Linked DNA regions of Triticum aestivum: region 2 is linked to region 1. Evidence: chromatin contacts called from public Hi-C data. All regions are on one chromosome and are shown on one strand. Each heading gives the region's core, a stretch centred on a gene start, on an enhancer-like site or on the middle of the called end of the contact. The rest is flanking DNA. Distances are from core to core; before and after follow the strand shown. Region 1 holds the start of LOC123064486. Region 2 holds the start of LOC123068360 (cyclin-dependent kinase inhibitor 1C).

Evidence for each region. A called contact is a pair of places that touch in the nucleus more often than the background predicts.
Region 2: a Hi-C map of leaf shows a contact between it and region 1, with 8 times the contacts expected there. The contact joins the promoter of LOC123068360 here to the promoter of LOC123064486 in region 1. A contact is called at or near these places in 2 of 5 Hi-C or Micro-C datasets (both in leaf) and 1 of 1 datasets of contacts at active chromatin or transcription factors (leaf).

The regions. Positions count from the first base shown.
Region 1 is chr3B:26,570,227-26,575,109 of IWGSC CS RefSeq v2.1, reverse strand. It overlaps LOC123064486, which reads left to right and starts at 3,316. Exons shown (of 3, transcript XM_044487963.1): 1 at 3,316-3,731.
Region 2 is chr3B:26,731,696-26,736,295 of IWGSC CS RefSeq v2.1, reverse strand. LOC123068360 (cyclin-dependent kinase inhibitor 1C) reads right to left here and starts at 1,355. Exons shown (of 3, transcript XM_044490935.1): 1 at 699-1,355; 2 at 497-533; 3 at 1-397. The coding sequence starts at 1,187. The coding sequence ends at 339.

The sequences.
Region 1 (4,883 bases), core at 2,067-4,566:
ACACATGTTCCATTTGTAATTGCACATTAGTACTTGTCGACAACGACATGTTATGTGCCCGTCTGCAAGAAAATCAAATCATTCCGTTGTGAAGTCAGACAGATTTGCACCGATCTGCTGACCACATCTTCTACATGTATTCACTTATGCCTACTAATTTAAGATATTTATGGTTTTTCTTCCCTCCATGCAACCCTAACTTTTATTTTCAAAGAGACGACGACGTTCTTCCAAGAAGAAATTAAAGAAAGAAAGAATTGTCCTGTTAAGACAGCAAAACAGAGTTCGTTGAGGAGTCGGCAGACCAACTCATACTCCTGGGAGTTCCTTTACGCTTGAAGATGAAACCTCTTTGTTTAGCCTTGAGACCTCTTTGTTTACGCTTGAAGATGAACCGAGTCTTCCATTCATAAGGAGTACCATCTCTTGGCCACAGAATGTTGCGATGGAGCCAAAGAGTGGAAGATGTCGACACGGAATGGTTTTCATGTCCGAAATCAGAGGAGAAAGAAAGGGACGTGACGTGCAGTGCAGACACCGTTTCTTTTCTCTACTTTCTTACCTTTCATTTTCACTTTGTCGTGCGTGTTTTAGAGGTCCGAAGAGTATATCGACTATCCTATCGATTTGACTTGTGATCTTTTGGCAAAGGAAAAATAAAAGCAGATGAGATTGAATGGGTAGTAGGTTCTGACTTATTTTGGGCATCATATCTTTCATTTTCTGAGTCCCATGTGTCGCTCATTGGTGAAAATCTAAGGTTTGCATGATGTTCGTGAAAATTAGCAAGATGGTGTGCTTACACAGAATTAACTAGGTTTCTTAATTTAAATCGTGTTGAAGATCAATTTGATCATTTTTTAAGATTAAAACTAGCAGAAACTAAATAAAGAGGACATCGTTACAACTAGCTAATGGGGTTATAGATACACCGAAAAGGCCCTAAACAAAGTGGAAATTACAGCCAAGAGCTTAAACCACAAAATTCTAGCTAATGCCGTGGTCGAACTTCGTCGTCGTTGCACCATCATAGCTCTCGCCGGTGATTGACAAGTTGAGAAATTTAGCCAAGGAAGTGTAATGGCTCATCTTGTAAAATTTTATGATTAGATGCCTTTATCATGATGTAACATAATGGGTCTCATCTCATAGCATCCTTCCTTATAGTTGTATGTTTCAAACATCTACAATCTAAACTTTGCACACACAATAAATCCAGTCTGCACTTCAATAAATATTCTGAAGAAAATATCATCAAATCCTTACCCTCATATGACGGGGCCGTGGGCGCTTGCCCAACTATTTGATGCTCAGGGGGGCAAATCGGTTTTCCCTTGTACATGTTGCTGATGATGCATTATCCGACCATTTCCCCTTGATTTCTGCTGCCCAAAGCAGAGCGGCCGCAATGGTGGATTCAGTTAGTGTGGCTGGTTGTTAGCTCATCTACTGGTCTTTCATCAAGAAGTACAGAACACAACGATCTTTAGCACGTTTAGCGAGTTGGCTTTTAACTTCCTCTCAAGTTCAATCACTAGTAGTGTAGTGTAGTGTAGTACCTATAGATAGCTAATAAAGCTTCCTTGCAAAGCCGGTCATCCCGGTAAGTGCCTACCCACCCTATCCAACCCCTGCTTAAACTAGGCAGGAAAGCCTTCAAGTCTAGTTCCAGAAGCATAGCTGCTTTAGGAACTTGCTGCAGCTTCAGCCAAACGTTGTTGCCGGACAATTTACACGCAACTTTCCTCCGATGCTTCTGTTTGGGTCCATTTGCTCGAGCGAAAGAATCCGGTGCCCGACCGCGCAAGTGTATGTAGGAACTAAAGCTCCAGGAAGAGACGTGCAGTCGCAGCAGAAAGATCGATCGATGCATCGCAAAACAATAAAGGAAAGATTGATGCCATGCCGTGGCGCGGGTAGGCGCGACACATCGAAGAAAAAAAATTCAGGGCGTACGTGTTGATCGTTGGCCAACCGAACTGGGACATCAAAGGATGGACGCCAACTTGTGCAAGCATATTTCTCATGTCTGAATAGTCCAGACTCTAGACCAGAGGATTGTGAGGACCAGCGTGTGTTGATTCCTTAGCCATCTGACCCTGATCATACACAGAACGCATCAACACATGTTCCATATGTAATTGCACACTTGTACTTGTCGACAACGACATGGCGTAGAAAAATCATTCCGACCGCTTGTATCTCAATCATCGTTTTTGTAAAGTCAGACCGATCTGCAGCGATCTGCTGACCCATCCTGTTATACTTATATGCATATTTCTCTTTATGCATATGTTATGCAGATGGCAGCGTGTACTAATCGCCCAGGACATGCCTTCTAATCTATTTAGGTTTACAGCTTGATCCTTAGCTGTAAAGCAGCGATTAGTCAAGATGAGCGTGACAATATGTCCCTCCAAGGGCAGGCCAGCCGTCGCCCATCGCCGATGGGGTCGATGGACCTGCTGAATTATTTTTTCAAGAGGAGGCAAGCTTGGACGCTCTTGCAACAAGGAACTATATTAATAACATAAAGAAAGAAAAAATTATCAACCTGCTAGACAGCAAAACAGAGTTTGTTCCGAGGAGCCGGTACACCAACTGATACTCATACTCTTGGATTATACCATCTCTCTCTCTCTCTCTCTCTCTCTCCCTCCCTGCTTAGCAATGAAAGAACAATTCCAACTACGTTGCCATTTCAAACTGAGTGATATTGCTAGCCAAGTTTACCACTTGATTTACGTCGCCTGCTCACTCTCACTCCTAAAGTCCTAATACGGCAGCAGCTGTATGATACTATTTCTTGGCTGGCGCTTGAAGATAAACCATGTCTTTATGTCACTTGTAGTAGTTGCAAGCGAGGTGTCTTCTGGGTGGCTGCTGAATGTTGCGACGGAGGAAAAGCGAGCGTGCAGCGCAGCGCGGACACCGAAACGTGCCGATCCGGTCCAATCCGTGAGAGAGTGGTGCAAAGCTGTGGCTGCTGGACACATGACGCCTCTTTCTTTTCTCTGCTTTTTACCTTTCCTTTTCACTTTGTCATGGGTGTTTTTCATTTACATGAGTATATCTACTACTACCCTATCGGTTTGACTTGCGCTATTTTGGCACAAGAGAAAAGCAGATGTCAGGCTGCAAGTGGACACGGGTCGTCCACGCGCCCGCATAAAAACCCACTTAATTTGTGCTCGTGCACGCCCGCGTAACCTGCGATTTAGAATGTGGGCTAAGTGGGCTGACCCACGTTTTTCACGTATGACCCACTTAATTCCCCTCTTCCTGTCTTCCTCGTTCCCCTCTTCGTACGATGCTAGGATAAGGCACGCCACCGCTGCCGCTTCCCCATGGCCGGCTTAGCGCTGCCGTCCACCTTCCCAATGGCCGATCTAGCGCCGCCGTCCACCTACCCCATAGAAGCCGCAACGCCCACATCCATCATCTCCATGGACGCCCCAGCGCCGCCTTCGACCTCCATCGTACCCGCATCAGTGCCGCCGTCCACCTTTCCCACAACTGCACCAGCGACGCGGTCCACCTCCCCCACGGCTGTACCAGCGCCGCCTTCCAACCCCCCCACTGCTGGACCAGAGCAACCATTCACCTCCTCCATGTCCGCCCCAGCGGCGCCGCCGTCGGCCACCACCATGGCTGTCACCAGCGATGCTCGCAAGAAGTGACCTCCCTGCAAGAAGAAGAAGATTCTTGCTGTCCAAGAAGAACCTGCCAAGGTAGCTATCCGGTTATCCCCTTGAGATCTGGCCTTGTGAGACCGGCTGAAGATGCAATCCTTTCAATCTTAATTTTACTGTGAATCTAGTGGATCTCTGTCGCCTGTATTTGCTTCCGAAACAGTGTGGATCTGTAAATTGCCACATGTGTTCTTGCCTTCTTGGCCTACTGAAGCATGGTGCTCAACTTCAGCCGGTCATCATCTCAACTTCTTATCCTAAATGTTATCTTTCAGTTCTCATTTAGTTCTCGCCCTACTGACGAAACCACCAGGTTGAGGCCAATTGTATGTCCTTCAAGCAGCAGGAAACTGATGATTCATTAGATGAGAGAGGTGACCATGTCTTAGATGAGTTTGGGCTTGTAGAATGCACATCAATAATTGTGTTTGCTTTTCCTTTTGAGATAATAGAGTAATGGAGTGAGGCAGTGCTGCAGTGGAGGAGTTCAATTCTTCAGTCCAAGATGTTGTAGCTAGCTAGTGGCTTGACGCCTTTGCTAAATGATTACCTAGCGATAGCAAATTAAACAATGTCACAACGATATTAATGTACTTCAAAAGAATCCAGTCTCCTTATCCATTGCTACTGTATGTCAATGCTGGTCGTCTGGGGTCGTAAGGAAAAGAAAATGTCAATGCTCGGTTGACTACATATGTGATACTGTATGATTTAATCTAATCTGAATGCGTGCATAATTGGAGAATGCTAGAGTGAAAAAGATATCTATGAGTTCCATCTATAGAGATACTAAGCTCCCATGATTTTTTAAGTTTGTGAACATTTTTTGAATTTGGGAACTTATTTAATTTGCAAACATTTTTTGAATCCATGAATCCATGAATATATATCAGTGATGAATTAACAGTAGCATTCCATCTTATACATTCTGAAAGATAGAAATGACGCAGGGCACCAAACTGGAGTAATAATAATCAAAATACTTGAAACTCTTGCTGCCGAGGAGTAGGGACGGAGATGTTTCAGTAAATTTCATGTACTGCTGCTTAGTGCCATCGCACTGACGGAGTAAGAGCCTTTTATAAGCAGCCAGTATAGTACCTTATTGGCTAGTATTTGGAAGCTCAGCTTTATCGACATTGCGGTTTACATTGCGGTTCATTGTGTCATTGTTCTGGAAGCAATTCCTTG
Region 2 (4,600 bases), core at 106-2,605, 160 kb before region 1:
ACCGTCTGCTCATAGTCTTCTGCTTGCAGTTATTCGTCAAAGATTCAGAGTAACCGAAGTAGTAGTGAACAGATGTTGTGTTTCGCTGAATCCCTTGTGTTTGTAGCAACAGTGGATGGTTGAGATCCAAATCGTAAGATGGTGTCACTCAAGATGGAAGTTTGTAACTAGAATTTCATGTCACAAACTTGTCTTTGTGGTAGCTGCAGGACGGAAGCTTCACTGCCGTAACATAGCGCAGACGGCAGATCCATCCATGTTACGAAACTAGAATGGGTTTTTTTGCAGTACAGTTTTTTTGTAACAGCATTCCGTAAGATGGTTGTGTTCCGTTCCGTCTAAAGAAGAAGAAGGCGTAGCTGGTGAACATTGGCGGTACTGCCTCCCTCGGTGCATGCTGATCAAAAAGAGAGATCCAAACGAGTAAAAACCATTGCACAGAAATGAAATTACCGAAGGGAAGCAAGGGGAGATGATACAGTAAAACAAAATGTACCAGGCATGGATTCATGTAAGTGCTTCCTTAGCAGTCTCTACCATTAGACAAAGTGATAAGTATAAGCACTACAATTTCATCGTATGGACATACTATCAAAGAGGTAATTTCATGATTGACTGATCAATATTGCTGAAGTAAACATAAGTAAGAGATATAAAAGGTTGACAAAATGAAGCAGTAGGGCAACGTCAAAACTGACCTGATAGCTCTTGTGAAACTCAGGTGATTGATCATTGGAATTGTATATAGTCTCAGCATTATTGACAGGAGCCGATAAGTCGGAATAGTTCGTCTGGTCTGCAGCCTGGCGTGCCCCAGCTCTGCTGCGGGGCGCCGGGGTGGCCGCGGTGCTGCGGCGAGGAGCAGGCGTACGCGATGGCCTGCAGCCTGGCGCCGGCCCTCGAGCTCGCGCGCGCGCCCGGCTCCAGCAGCCTCGACGCGGTGGCGTGCACGAGGCGGCTCCGCTTGGGGCTCCTCGCCGGCAGGTCGGCACTGTGGTGGCTCCACGGCGCGTGCGTGGGCGAGCCGGGCGCGGGGGGGGGCGCCGGCTCGGCGGCAGCATCACGACCACCGGCGCCGGCTCATTGTCTCCTCCCCCCGCCGACGCCTCCACCTTCGTCTGCTTCTGCGGCCTGAGCGGCGCGGCCGCGGCCGCGCCGGGGGCGGCGGGCCGGGACTCGAGGCCCATGAGGCGCGCGACGACGCCGGGAGGGGCGGCACCAGCTTTGCCATCGGCTCCAGCGGCCGCGCTCGGCGCGTGACGAGGAAGCTGCGGGGCCGACGGAGAGGGCGGCGGCGGCGGCGCGAGCCTGCGGAGCGAGGAGCTGCGGGCGGCCGAGGGGAGCAGGCGGCGCGGGTTGAATTAGGCAAACGGCAGGGGCTTTTGTGCAAAACTGCGCGCGCTGACCGGCCCAGCCAATTGGCGCACTGTGATTGGCCTGGGACTAAAACATCACATGAGATGCAAGTTGAGGTATGGCTTGATCAAGTTTTGCAAGTTTGGGACTAGATCATCACATCCTGTGCAAGTTAGGGTACCTGGGGTGCTATTACCTCTATATTCGGGCGGTGGAGGTCTCACACGAGTTGAAAGCATGGTGTTCCCGGAGCAGGGGAGTTTGGCCGGTTGGGATGGGATCAAACTTTGCCCTGCAGGGCTCGACCGCTGCGGGGTAAAGTACAAAGGCTGCAATCAAAGCAGCCACGCCACGATGGGGAAGGAAAAATGCTCCAGTCCAGTCCTGCAGCGTCTGATGGATGGGGTAAATTCCCTTGAGGAACGAAACGAAAGCCTGATCTAGCTATGCTGGCTACGGGAATAAATTAGGCCGGCGAGCTTTGCCTGTGATCCACGATTTTGTTTCTGGGTAAAGAAAGGAAAGGCAGGCGGCCGGCGACGTGCGAATGACTAAAGCGGCGGCAGCACGGGACTGACTCGGTGACGCGGCGCATGTGGACGGTCTTCGCTCCGCTGGTTCTACACGCACAACGGCCGCCGCAGCGTTCCGCCGATGCCGATCCGGTACACGGCGTTGCCCTTTCGTCCCCCTGCGACGCACCAAAGGGCGGGCAGCCCCCGCGACCGAGAACCCCGTCAATGGCCGCCCCGCCCGCCTTGCCCCTCTCTCCCTCGGCCGTACTCTACGCACCGGACGGTCACGGATCCTTTTCTTTTCTTTATTACAGAGAAGAAGAAAGAAAACCTTCGTACGTTCGTTCGGCTGGCTGCGCCCAGTTTTCTTTGTCAAGTGGTTCGATTCATCCAACTTGCGGGTGACGCCGCTGGTGGTGATCACGCCCCCGCATGATGCCATAATGATCTGGCCATGTACGAGGACTCGGCCAGGTCTAATTAGCCACCGGTCATGTCCCGACTGTCGGTTCCGTTGGGAAGGCCGGGCAGGGCAACGTGGTAGTACGATCTCGGTTGACACGAGGCGGTGCCGGCAGGCAGGGTCTGTTGGGGAGGTGGTTGGATCCGATCGCTCGAGAGCAGGAGGCCAGTCCAGGCCACCACATGCCGTGCGTCCCGTGCGGCCGGCCGGAGTTTGCAGTCGCAAGTAACATCGGGGAGCCAATAATGGCCACCTAGGGGAAGGCCAGGGGAAGGAGAAGATCTGAATCTGCATCTGTTGGCGCGCGAGATCTCGCCTCGAGAGCGGTGGTTCGTTGCTCTCAACTGGCCGCTCCACGCGTGGCGCATGCACGGCGCAGCCACCGGCCGACGCCGGGCGTGGCACATGGGGTGTGCGCGCGATGCGCTGGTGGTTGGATCCCAATTGAACCACCGATCGATCGATCGGCGCACCGCAACTTCCTCCTCCGGCGCCACGTACCTTTCCTTCAGGTCGGCCGGATGCCGGGACGTGGGGCTAACCCCGCTCTGCTCCGCTTTCATTGTTGCGCTGTGTCTGCTGTTTCAGCAGCTGTCTAGAAAAAAGCGGTCTGAACTCTGAAGGTATCATTTACTACGCCGTGTTCACAGGTGGAGCGGACAGACAGACATTTTTATGTGAATCGTCGTAGCATCGTTGCCACAACTGGGTACACGATGCTGTGGCTAAATGAACTTGAAAATGGTTGGGCAATTGCCAACCTGCCTCCATGGATCGACCTGTGACTGCAGACACTGTCCGGCCGGCTGTCATAAAGGCCCTTCAATGTATTTTCAGTACACTCAAGTTTTTCTGGTACTGTTCCTGGATCGGACGGACTGGAGGAAGCCCGTCGAGCTACTGTAGCCAGCGGCTCATTATCTCTCGGTGGACATTAGAATAAGGCCATATTTCCTGAAAATACACCTAGTAACAAATGCTCCTGGTGTGAACCGTAAAATCAAAAAAAAAATGGAAGAATTCAAAAAATTCTGAATTTTTTCTGTGACATATTCCCTCCGTTTTTATTTACTCTGCATATTAGAGTTGACTGAAATCAAACTTCATCTAGTTTGACCAAGTTTATAGGAAAAAAATATAAACATTTATCGTAACTAATATATATGATGTGAAAGTACATTCAATAATAAATCTAATAGTATTGGTTTGTTATTGTATATGTTAATATTTTTATTTATAAATTTGGTCAAAGTTTAGAAAGCTTGACTTTGACCAAAGCTAATATGCGGACTAAATAAAAACGGAGGGAGTATTTTCACAAATGTTTGTTGTGCATGCAAAGTTTCATCCCGAGATCACATTGGTGGAAGTCGTGCCAAAAAAACAAATCAGAGCTCCAAAATGCTTTTGTTTTTGTTTTTTACCACGCCTTCCACCAGTGTGATTTTGCGATGAAATTTTGCATGCACAACAAACATTTGTGAAAGTATGCCACACACAAAAAACTGAATTTTCTGAATGTTTTGTCAACATTTTTACTGTTCACACCAGGAGCATTTGCTCCTGGGTGTAGAAACTTCACGTCCCATATTTCTAATTACGATCTTGATGGTCCGTTACGCCAGAGCTTTAAATTAAAATGGAAAATATGTATATCTACTTAACCTTCCACCATCTCTCAAAATGAAAACAAGAACGAGAAAATCAGGATTCTTTGTTGTTGCGAAAATTAGGATCTTATTAAAGCCGTTGCTTTGGTTGACCCACTCCCATTTAAAGCGATGACGATAGTATGAACTTTTGAAGTAGTGGCATCAGCCAAATGAAATTCATTATGATGAAAGTCCTATATTGCTATTTGCAAAAAAAGGAGACCGAAATTGCAGATGATTTAAAATAAATAGAACTTATGAAACATGGACATGTAATTTTGTCTGTTTCAAACATTGTTTTCCTTCTGCAATTATTTCATATCATTGTCCGGGTTAGCCAGAGAAAAGGTTTGCGTACTACCCCTATTACTTTTTAGAAGGTGTATCAATATCTCAAAATTCAATCTTTCAAATTCCAATCAAATTCATAGAAAAAACTATTGGTATTTACGCCATAAAATAAACAAGATAAGAAAAAAATTCATGTTGTACCTAATGGTACTGTTAACGATGTTTCCCATAAATTTGGTCAATGATGAAAATGCTTGACTTTTGAGAAAACTGAACACATCATATAAAATGGAATAAATGGGTAGTAGTTAGCTAGTGATGTT